Regions from separate parts of the Rattus norvegicus genome. Here region 2 is linked to region 1. Evidence: chromatin contacts called from public Hi-C data. All regions are on one chromosome and are shown on one strand. Each heading gives the region's core, a stretch centred on a gene start, on an enhancer-like site or on the middle of the called end of the contact. The rest is flanking DNA. Distances are from core to core; before and after follow the strand shown.

What was found. Hi-C and Micro-C count contacts between places; a contact is called where the count stands out from the background.
Region 2: a contact with region 1 is called in a Hi-C map of the A7r5 cell line, with 5 times the contacts expected there. The contact joins the promoter of Tgfb2 here to the enhancer-like site in region 1. A contact is called at or near these places in 5 of 12 Hi-C or Micro-C datasets (the A7r5 cell line, the Rat2 cell line, Schwann cells and 2 more).

Annotation. Positions count from the first base shown.
Region 1 is chr13:100,510,944-100,517,007 of GRCr8, reverse strand. No RefSeq gene overlaps it. Among named protein-coding and RNA genes, the nearest start is that of Tgfb2, 280 kb to the left of the region's middle. Within about 2 kb of position 2,052, at least 12 of the 93 cell types and tissues checked have an H3K27ac peak or open chromatin away from gene starts, as enhancers often do. A contact at or near this core is called in the A7r5 cell line and Schwann cells, where this site is marked.
Region 2 is chr13:100,787,852-100,793,940 of GRCr8, reverse strand. Tgfb2 (transforming growth factor, beta 2) reads left to right here and starts at 1,256. Exons shown (of 8, transcript NM_031131.2): 1 at 1,256-1,909. The coding sequence starts at 1,564.

The DNA of each region.
Region 1 (6,064 bases), core at 803-3,302:
TGTGTCCGGAGGACAGAATTTCAGAGCTCCCCTCCACACTACCCTCTGAGTCTTACTTTCTTTACACCAGCTCCTCTGTGCTGCTCCCTGAACCTGTAGAGTGATGTTGCTTTCACGCTGAGCGCTCACCTTTTATTCTCAGCACTTCTAACAGCAGCAACTGTCTGCATTATAGCAACTACCGACTGCAGTAAGATGTCTCTCTCACCAGGGTTGCAAGCAGCACAGATCCATAGATAGTATCAGGTATGAGTTCCTTCCTGTGGAGCGGGCCTCAAATCTGTTCGAGAGAGCGATTGTTTACTCCCATAAACAGTTACACCACTATTACACCAGCAGGCACAGCTCACCAGCAGGTAAGGATTGTAGCAGACAGCATCTGGTCCCGGATAAAGTCGTGGATCTCTCTTTTCCAGCCCGGGTAGTGATTTCCAGCACGATGGAAGCTACCAGCAGGGAGAGAGCCTACGCTCCGTTCAAGACCGATGTCTCTGTTTTCCTGTCGTCAAAGCGTGTGGTTGTCTTTTCAGCCATAGGACCTTATCATTTTCGGCTGGCAATCAGGAGGCAACCGTGGCGGTAGTTTGTTTGGGGTGACTCTGGATCCTCCAGGCATGGTGGATTGGATGAGAAATGTCCTCCATTGGTGGGTGTATTACACATTGAGTTCCTGTTGGTATTCTGTCTAAGCTCCACCCCCACAGCTACCTGGGAACTACAGGGTATGCTCCGCCCCACAGTTGCCTGGCAACAGTCAGCTGTGCCTGACACTATAAAAGGGGCTGCTTGCCCCTTCCTCTTCCTCTTACTTCTCTCTTCCCCTCTATCCCTGTCCCTTCTCTCTCCATCCCCCCACCTTCCCTCCATGTGCCCATGGTCCGTCCCCTCCCCTCCCCTCCCCTCCCCTCCCCTCCCCTCCCCTCCCCTCCCCTCCCCTCCCCTCCCCTCCCCTCCCCTCCCCTCCCCTCCTCTTCTTCTCTCATTTAAACCTCTCCAAGTTGAACCATGTTGGCTTGATGTGTTCTGTCTGGGCATGGGCTGAGATTTAAACCCTAACAGTTCCCAGTGCAAACCACCAAGCAGGATGGCAAAACTGACCTGAATTTGTAATCTCAACCCTGAGGTGGATGATGGGGCAGGCAGATTCCTGGGGCTCACTAGAGAGCAAGCCTGGCCTACTTTTGTAGTTCTAGGCCAGTGAAAGACCCTGTCTCAAATAACAAAATAGATAAAATAAATAAACAGAAGTGAATAGCATGCAAGGACACTCACACAGGAGTTTGTCCTCTGGTTTCCACATGCACTCGAGCGCGCGCGCACGCACACACACACACACACACACACACACACACACAAACACATGTACACTCTCATAGCCACAAAAACTGACAGATTATGTCTTCCCTCTTTCCCTTCCTTTTCCTTCTTTATCCTTCATTTATAACAAGGACATCTCACGATTTGACGAACCCCTTGATATTCACATGTGCATGAACAGCATGAAACCTAGGACACATGGTCTATGCCCAAAGAAATGATTTATAAAATCTGAAAACTTTAAACATAGCCAAATAGCTACAAGATTATTTCCATCTCAATATCTGAGCCTCAGACCAGAGCAGATGTCTCTTTTAAAGGGGAGACTTCTATAATCTGAAGACCACAGGAAACCTGGTACCTGAGGACACACTTAACTTCTGGGAGGAAGGGAGCTGTTTGGGAAGGCCAGCTTTCTAAAACTATCTGCACTTGTGGAAAACAAGTGATTCTTCTCTCCCTTGGAGGACCTTAGGGAAAATGTGTCTCCAATAATCCCTGTGGGGCCAGCATTTCAAAGACAACATAGGAACCGTGTGTCCTTATCCTGGCAGTTCACTGAGCCCAACAGCCATTGTGTCCCTAAAAGTAGCTGATCTCATGTCCCGTGTGCCCAAGTTCCTCATTCCTCAAATAGTAGATGTTTCTAGAAGCTCTGGGGGTAGTGCTGACTCACCTCACTGCCTGCACACCCGTGGGAGAAGCCCTGAGACCTAGGCAGCCAGTGAGAATCTGGACAGCCTCTCTTGTTATCAGATAGATCCAAGAATGCGGATGCGGCAATGAGCCGGGCTCTTAAGCCTCTTGTGGTCGACATGAATAGCATTCTTTCAATCGCTTCAGGGATGAAGTAGCCAAAGTCTTCGGCAATTAAAGACTCCAGCTCATGTGTTTGCAGTAGATGTTGGAAACATTTTACTTGGGGGGCGGGGCGGCGGGTTCAACCTTTTCAAGTCAGGTACTTTTATTCTAAGGCTGATGTTGCAAAAACAATGTGCTTTTGGTAATTTGGATTTTACTAGGCTAGAGAGAACCGAGCTGGTTGTAGTGTGATCGCCAGATACAGCCCATTCACAGAACCAGAAGTCGAAAGTCATTTCTGTTTGTCTAATATGGACTAAATGCAACCCACACTTCACAGGGTTGAACACCTCTTCGTTTTCAGTTTGTCTTTTAATCTCTAAACAGAATGGGCTAGAACCACACACAGAGCCCTGTCTCATCCCACTTTTCTTTTGCATTTCAGCAGCATAGCCAGAGAGAAGGGCTGATTGTCTCTTAGCTTTGTTTTCCTTAGAAGCTGTGTCTTTGTGTTTAATTTTGATTGCTTTTACATGTACACCCCTTGCCCTTCCCCATCCCTCCCCCCATGACCCTGTGTTCTCTCCCTCCGTCTCTTTCTTTCTGTACCTTACATAGATTACTTGCTGTATCTACTCTCTCTGTATCATTCATAGTTTAGTTTTGCTGCAGCTCCCAATTCCCATCAGCTTTGTATAACATTGTATACCCTTCCTCCTCTCCTCCGTTAACCTTGGGTCTTGCCAGTATCTGTTCTTGTCATTGCATTGGGCTCCTCATTGTGGATTGTAATGGGTGATTTATTTAGCTAAGGCATATATATGACACCGTGCTATATACATGTTTTAATAGTGTACAAGATAGAAGTGTGTGTGAGGAAACTTCCTCTCTGATAACCACTCTAACTTGCACTGGTAGCTGCTATTTTACATTTACCTGGTCCAATATCACCTCTCTTATTATATCATCTGGAATAAACTGCAAAGATCTCTCACTAATTATTCATGGAAAATGAATGATTTGGTTGATCTCACACAAGAGAATTGTTTGACCTTGCCCTTGTTTTATTCTAACAACTTGGGCTGGAGTGAACACAGACTCTTGGTCAGAGGCCCATTCTTCTTCCTTGAACTTCCCCAGTGACAGACAGCTGTAAATTCAGAGGACGGGCACAAGCAGCTGGACAGAGCAGAACAGTTCTTTCCAGATGGTTGTTGCTGTCTGTACTGGCTGGTTTTGTGTGTCAACTTGACACAAGCTGAGAGTTATCACAGAGAAAGGAGCCTCAGTTGAGGAAATGCCTCCATGAGACCCAGCTATAAGGCATTTTCTCAACTAGTGGTCAAGGGGGTAGGGCCCAGCCCATTGTGGGTGGTGCTATCCCTGGGCTGGTGGTCTTGGGTTCTATAAGAGAGCAAGCTGAGCAAGCCAGGAAAAGCAAGTCAATAAGAAACATCCCTCCATGGCCTCTGAATCAGCTCCTGCTTCCTGACCTGCTTGAGTTCCAGTCCTGACTCCCTTTGGTGATGAACAGAAATGTGGATGTGTAAGCTGAATAAACCCTTTCCTCCCCAACTTGCTTCTTGGTCATGATGTTTGTGCAGGAATATAAACCCTGACTAAGACATTATAAGTTATAAGTTGGGTCTCCTCAGTTACAGAAAATATGACTTACTTGACTGAGGTTGTCCTTGAACACGGCCTGGGGATAGAGGTGGAGAATTAATGGCCCACAGGGAGCTCATACAATTACTCAAGCCTGTGGTACAGACACTTCTGGGAAAATCCCAAAGTTCAAGGCATGAATATTCTGTTTAAAATAACAGCAGTTGAACTTGGAACTCAAGGCTTTGTTGTGTGGCTAGAAGGCTTTTCCTCACAACTGGTTAACACTGCTGCTGACAGAGAAATTCAACTAAATTCCAGAGACTCTCTGAAAGGGGCAGGAAGAGATGGAGCCCAAACACTCTAAGAAAGCAAGCTGTGACCCTTCCTCATTTTCTTACCTTCCTAAAGGAGAAACCTAAAATCCATGGGTGCCATTTTTTTTTTGTTCCTCATGGGACATGCCACATTTTTGGAATTGTACTTTCCATTTGATTTTATTATTGTTTGAAAGTTCATACACATATGCAATGTATGCTGGTCATATCCATTTTCTGCATTTCCTATTCCTTCCCTCCAGCTCTGCCTGAGTCACCTGTAGGGTATCTCTCATCTCCATTCCACTAAATCCAATTAGTGCTGCCTATAAGCATGTGGGTAGGGTCATCCACTGCATGGGCAGCAGACCAATACCACCCCCCAAAGAAAGGTAACCCCCTTCTGTAACAGCCATCGACTTCCACTTGATCCTCAGCTAGGGATGAGGCATTGGGAGTACCCCATCCATACTGGTATTTTTAACTCTTGATTTTGTGCAGGTTTTGTAACCACAGCAGCTGGGAGTTCAGACGAGAGCCACATCATGCCCAGAGGATGATATTTCACAGCACCTCTCCCATCACATTCCTTCGCCCCCTCTTCCACCATGTTCCTTCCGCCTCAGTGTGGGTCGAGGTGCTGGTTCAAAGACATCTCCATCTAAAGCTGAGCCCTCGCTTTACATCTTTAATTTAGATATTGGGGTTGGGCTTTGTCATTTGGCTTTGTATTTGCATGCACACTTTTGCTAATGGCTGTGTTACCACCAGCTCTGAGCACTGGCAGTCTTCTGGAAGAGCAGCTAGTCCCCTTAAGTGATAATAGATTTCTCCAGCCCCTTACCTTGTTCAGATTTTAAGTAAAGCTTCTGTAAATAAGTTCTGCTCAGTCTTCAGGCTAGTTCGGATCTGACTTTCTGTTGCTTGCATCCTGAAGTGTAGCCCTGAGTTTTGGTACCAGCATTTGGCAACGGGACTTCCTATTAATTCACATTTCAGTGGGAGATTTGCTGAACGGAGGAGGTGTTTGGAGATGGGCCTAGATCAGTCTTGTTGCAGAGAAGGAACAAGCTGTCTGTCAACTGTTGTTTTGTGCAAGCAAGACATACTTGTATTCAGGGTCTGTCTTTGATGGGTCCTTAGGATTTGAAGCTATAGCATTAAGGGCCAAGGAGGCTGTGCCTTCTACCAAATGTAAGATGAAGAGAGATAGCCAGGGCGGTGGGGAGGAATACCTGCCAGGGTGCCTATTCAGTGCCTGCTGTGTGGAGCATAGTCTTCATCTAGGGAAACAAACCCGACTGAGTCATGCCCACATGGAACTTTGTGTGATAGTCCACTTACTGATAGTACAAGAAAACAAACCACTTCAAGAAGTCCGTCTGTAGCACGTCATTAAAAACAGAGTAGGCTAAGAGTAGAGGGATGATGCACAGTCATATGATGCATGTCCTTACAGTAATAGCAGGCTCTCTGGGAACATCCTGGGTAGCGACTTTAACAGGAGTTGCTGAGGCAGGGACTCAGCTGCTATTTCAAAGCATAACAGGCTAGGTGGACAGTACGGCAGAAATACAGTGAGGTTCCGGTGTAGGACCAGAAGGGACAGAATGCCCCTGGGAAATTTAAAATGAAGTTACATATATTAGAATCGGCTTAAATTGTGGTAATGGGGCCATTAGAGGGATTTAGAGCTCTCTCTCTCTCTCTCTCTCTCTCTCTCTCTCTCTCTCTCTCTCTCTCTGTATGTGTGTGTATAGATAAACATGGAGGCCCATGGTTTGAGTCAAGTATCTTGAGCAATTGCTCTTTACCTTGTATTTTGAGACAGGGTCTCTTACTGAAATCAAGTTTATCAGTTTGCCTAGGCTGATTAGTCAATGAACTCCAGCAGTCTGCCTGTCTCTGCGCACTGACTGCAGTGCTAGGGATCCAATTGTGCATCCATGCTGAACGCAAGTCCTTGTGCTTTTGTGGCAAGAATTTCATGAGCGATGCCTTCCCCAGATCACACTAGAGAATGA
Region 2 (6,089 bases), core at 7-2,506, 280 kb before region 1:
AGACAGAGACAGAGACACAGAGAGACTGCACATGCGTGCGCACGTGCTCAATACAGGAGGGACTCAGTCTGGGAAGCTGCGAATGAATGATCCCCACTGTGTAGAAATGGGATGCTTTTAGCTGCTTGCCCCTCCACAGACAGTCCCTTGGTGATCACAGCGACTACTGCAAATTCCTCATGCCAGTAGCCCTCCCCTTCGGGCCATCCCTTTTCCACACCCCCTCAATTGTCGAGAGCTCGTGGTCTTAGTAACGGAGAACTTCTGACTGTAACCCTAGCGCGTCACTTTGTTGAAGGCAAACACGTGGTTTGGGGAGCACTTATAAATCTCTGCTCTGGGCAGGACCGTGATGTTATCTGCTGGCAGCCAAAGGTTTGCTTGGAGCGGAGCTGCTGAAGCAGCGGGCGGGAGAGCAAGTGGGAGAGGAAGAGAGAAAAGCCTCAGAGAGCTGAGCTCCAGGGCAGGCGCCAGGGATGGAGAGAAGTATTAGGGTTTAAGGAGACGTTCTGGTGCAGCCCAGCTGCAGAGAGAAGGTATCAGCAGAGGTGTATTTTAGGGTCGCAAGTACCTACTTACCCTAAGCGAGAAAGTGCAAGCTTGGAGGAAAAGCTAGAGAAGGGTGTGAGTCCGGGGACTGCTTGCAGCTAACGCGCCCAGGAGGCGGTGTTGTTCCACTGGGGGTTAAGGAGGTGGCTGATCTCTGTCGCCCTTGGCTGCCTGAAGCAAGAAAAGGAGGATCTGCTGGACCGAGCTGGAGGCTGGCCCTCTTTGCAGGCGGCAGCGGCGGCTGCAACGTGGAGCGACCCAGCCGGGTGTAGGCCACAGCACGGCCCGCAGGAGCGGGGGTCGTGGCTGCCTGCTCAGGCCTTGGCGGATCTCCCGGGCGGACAGTGCCCCACCGAGTCTCCGAGAGTGAGCCGCTCCGGGGCGCATCTGCCTCCCCGCGGCTCGCCAGGCTCGCCCTCGGCGCGCGCACACGCACGCGCGCACACGCGCACACATCCACACGCACACTCATCCACACACGTGTGGAAGGCAGGGCCCAGCCGCTCGGTCTTTGAACATCTCAGTTAGAGCCCGGCGCAGTCCCGGCCGCCGCTCAGCGCTCCCCGCGGCCCTGCGTGCCTCCTGCCAGCCCCCGGACCTTCTCGTCTCTTCCCTTTTGGCCGGAGGATCGGAGTTCAGATCAGCCACTCCGCACCCGAGCCTGACACACTGAACTCCATTTCTTCCTCTTAAGTTTATTTCTACTTCAGAGCCACTCACCCTCTCCCTTCCAGGAGAAAAAACAAACCTTTCTTACTCCTTAAAGTGAGAGATCCCCCTCCTGCCTCCCTAGCATCGCATATTAATATCTCCACGTTGGGAACGCGTTGCATTTTCTTTTTTAAAGGAATCCTAGCCAGGGACGTTTTTCTATTGGGCATTGACTTTCAACTGCTTTGCAAAAGTTTCGTATTAAAAACAACTCTACCTGACCCGCTCTGAGAATTACTAGTTTCTTTTTATATTTTTTTCTTACTTTAAACAACAACAACAACGTTTCCTCCTTTTAAAAACATGCACTACTGTGTGCTGAGAACCTTTTTGCTCCTGCATCTGGTCCCGGTGGCGCTCAGTCTGTCTACCTGCAGCACCCTCGACATGGACCAGTTTATGCGCAAGAGGATCGAGGCCATCCGCGGGCAGATCCTGAGCAAGCTGAAGCTCACCAGCCCCCCGGAAGACTATCCGGAGCCGGATGAGGTCCCCCCGGAGGTGATTTCCATCTACAACAGTACCAGGGACTTACTGCAGGAGAAGGCAAGCCGGAGGGCAGCCGCCTGCGAGCGCGAGCGAAGCGACGAGGAGTACTACGCCAAGGAGGTTTATAAAATCGACATGCCGTCCCACTTCCCCTCCGAAAGTAAGTACAGTTTCCGTGGTTTTCGCCTTTTCCGTACCCGAGTCTAAGGTTGGCCCGGAGTTCCTCAGATCCACAGCAGCCTTTAGGCGTTCGCCCTTTCCTCTCCAAGTCCCCAGGTCCCGATCGCTTCGTTTCCGTTCTGTCCTTCGTCCCTTCCACTGCCTTTCCAGTCGTGGGATGGATATCCACAAGCTCGCAAACTTCCAACTGATATTTTATTTATTTCTCCATGACTCCCTTCCCACAAAACGCCCCAGACCTTTTATAAGACGTTTGGATTTCTCCTCTTCCCTGGTCTACCAACTAGCGAATCAGCTCCCTTCTGTCAAAAGGAAAGCGCTTCCCGGGATGACTTTAGGCTAGGAGACCACGGTGGACTTTGTTTTCTTTGCCCGGTTGGCCTGCAGTGGGGGTGGGGGTGTCCCCCAACTGGTACACAAAGAGTTAAAAATAGTGCTTCCAAACTAGCCTTCCCAAAGGTGCCCCCCTTCCCCGCTGACCTATCTGGGGACTCCCCAAGCCTTTGCTATTGTCTCTCACTCCTCTAAGAATGTCACCATCACCAATACCGAACTGGATTGCAGGCGCGCGGGGTGGGGGTGGGGGTCACTCAAAACTCCTTAAATCCTCCCGGGTCATTTATTGCTCTCTCTAGGTGTTTTTACACCCAGTCCTCTTGCAAAACCGCGTTGCCAAGTCCCCTTTTGACCTCACTCGGACAGTTAGAAAGGATAAATACTGTTCTAACTGGGCTCAATTAGGTTTCACTTCCCGTTCGATTTTTCTAGGTAGCCCTCACTAGGCTGGGAGCAGGTCGTTTTTCTTAGGGGGATTCTTCGTGATCCCTTTCAACCTTGAACTCCATACTCCAGAGCTTTCACAAGCAGCAGGGTCTTCTGTGCATTCTAAAATCGAGGATAGGAAAGACAACTACTTAAAAAAAATATTTCCCCCTGTTTTGATGAGAGTAATAGCTTCGAAAACAGCTGGCATACAGTAGCTGTGGTTTATTGTGGAACATTTTGGGGGGAAGGGAAGAAGTACAGATTTGTTTCCGAGTTCTTTGGGGGGGAAGGGAGGGAGGGAGGGAGGGAGGGAGGGAGGGAGAGAGAGAGAGAGAGAGAGAGAGAGAGAGAGAGAGAGAGAGAGAGAGAGAGAGAGACTGATTTTGCAGCAGCAACAGCATTGCTACCTGAGAGGGTTAAACACCAGGAAGAAACACTAAAAGAAAAAAAAAAACTTCAGCATCCCTGCGTTCCAAGTCCCTGTCGTAAACTTCTCATTGGCTGATCTGATCTCTCCTCCCCTTCCATGCCCTATATCCGCGCTGGCTGCCTTTGTGAAGTCTCAGTGTCTTGCCTAAATAGATAATGCAGCCATGTTAGTAATTTTATCCCAGAAGTTAGAAGTGCAGGGTGGTGCTTTTCTCTTCTAATATTTATTTTTAGTTAGACAAGCCATAGCTATTCGACTTGCCGCGTCTTGTACTCGGTGTCCTCAGAGTGTCGGTCTACCCATGTGTCTAACCACACTCTGGTCACTTTTCCTATCCTGTAGTGTCTCTTGTTGTTTAGTGGCATAACAGATTCAGGGAACCCTGCCCAGGCAGGATGGTTTTCTTATTATAATTGTGGCCCTATCCACCACAGTGGTGATACAGACACTCTGCCCTGTTTATTCCCCCTGGGAAATAAGGATTTCTATCTGGGGCGGAGCCACAGTGATGTTAGGGAAGGGAGTTCATTGTAATTAGTCCAGAGCCACTGAGGCTGAGTGAAGGGTGGAATCAGTTAGCTTTCTCCCACATGTGTGTGTTGATTCTGCAGACATTTGGGCTGACAGACAGGTATGCTATGCGGGACTGAATAGCTCCCTCCTTCTTTGGTGTTTACATGCAACAGCTCAGATTAGCTGTCAGGAAGTTTGCAAAGAAGAGGAAGATCCAATCTCACATTGCATAGGTGTGCAGGGAGCAGGCCCGCCCAGGCAACCACTTCAGTCTGTTGCATGAAGATGAGCAAAGACAGGACAACCCAGCACCAAGGTCATGAGCAAATTAGAAAAGCTCCTAGGTTATAGGGAGGGTTTGAAGAGCATCAATAACAATAACATTAACATGTGGGCTCTTCTGTATCCCACTCCTGAACCTCCAAATAAAGGCAAAACCTGTGCCTGTGCTCACACACATAGTACTATACCCACGCACACACATAGTACTATACCCACGCACACACATAGTACTATACCCACGCACACACAGAGTACTATACCCACGCACACACATAGTACTATACCCACGCACACATATACTATATGCACACATGTGCTATTGTTTTTATGTGAAAATAGATATTTAAGAAGATTGTGCTCGGTGTAGAAGCTTAGGAGTGGAAAAATGTGTTAATAGCAGCAGAGGCAACTCAACTGTGCAGGTGCTGTGGATAATTTTATAGAAAGTATGCTAACTGATAATTTTATATAAAGTATGTCAACTGATTTTCCAGGACTCCCTAGTCCTGGACTATAGTGAGAGCTTCCAAAGAAAAAAGAAAAAAGGAAATAAAAAGAGAGAAAGAAAATAAAACCATTCCATTGTATTTTTAAAGCACGGAGAGTTGGAAGGGCAGGGCTGGCTGGCTTATATACCAGCAGTTTCTGCCTCACTATGGTGTGCGCAGGGAGGGCATGTGCCTGCTACATCTTGCAGTGAGTCTGAAGAGAGGGTCATGAGCCCATAGAGAAGTCATGGGAAAGATCACCGCCTTTTTTTTTTCTTCCACCAACTTATTAGCGTTTAGGGAGTGACTTCAACTCAAGTATTACAAATATGCCCTAATTATGGTTGGTGACTATATATCACTACAGATGGCTGATAGCCCGTGGTGGGACATTTTATAAAGTTCAGACTCAATATTTTTAGCAATGTGGAGATTTAAAACCGAAAATACAAGAGATATTGTATATGCCCTCAGGCATACTTTGTCTTAAATATTATCCTTGGCCAAGTGTGCTGTATAAATACATAGATATTAATAGAACTGGCCAGGTGCCAAGCTCCCAGTACGAATTTTAGCCAAGAATGTATTTATGGGGGTATAAATAATACTGTGTCAACATTTAAAGAAGGGATCTGATTAGTTTTGAATTTCTGCATATTGATCTTTTCGCATACTGTTAGTTTAAGACTCAGAGTGGAGTTGTGCTGAGGTTTACTGATAGCCTGCCCAGCAGGAATTAGTAGATGCCAAGGGCTTTGACTATTCCTTTGAAGTTCAAGGTGCAGCTATTCAAAAGACATCATATAAGACTTTAGAAATTCTGGGGGGGGGGGGAAAGTGACTCTTTTCTATCTAAGAGGAATCTTAGATATCTTTAATATCTAAATTGATATCAAAACAAGTACACACAAATCATAAGGGGAGGGGAAGTCATCATCTTTTTTTGTTTATTTTTATTTATTTATTTATTTATTTATTTATTGTTTGTTTGTTTGTTTGTTTGTTTGTTTTAAGTCTGAGGTTCTCCTGTATATCACTTCCTACCACTGATCTAGATTCCAAACCTTTTTGTTAAGATGGGGCCTCAGACTGTAACTGAAGCTGGTCTCAAACTTGTCATACAGTCGAGGCGGTCCTCCAACTCATGGCCCCTCGGTCCTCATCCTCCCTAGTGCTGGGACTACCTATGCTCACTGCCATGCTAGAGCCTCCCTCTGCTTCTCACGATGAAGCAGCCACATGACATGGGTCTATCTCCGGCAATGTCAGTTCCTGCTCTCTCCTCTCCTTGCTCCCAATGGCTTCCGCTGTGACAGCTGCTATGGTCTGAATATAATGTTTCACTGTCTTGAGGTGAGAGGCTGCTGCAGGCCTTCATTAGGTAGAAGCCAGGGATATTTCTACCATAATGAAGAAGGCAGCCTGCCCCTGCCTCCATATACCAGAGAGTTATTCAGCCTCAAATTTCAGTGTTGTCCATGGTGGGAAGCCACAGTTCCCTGGTATGCAGCCTGGGATGTTGAATTCTAGTAATATTTTAAAAAGTAATAGCAACAACAAAATACCTTTACGATCAAAGGATATGAAAATAGAACCATCAGATAGAGAATAATCAGAATAGACTACGGACTGGGCTATTTTGTATGACCTATACTTTATTATTGTGATAATGGAGCTCCTAG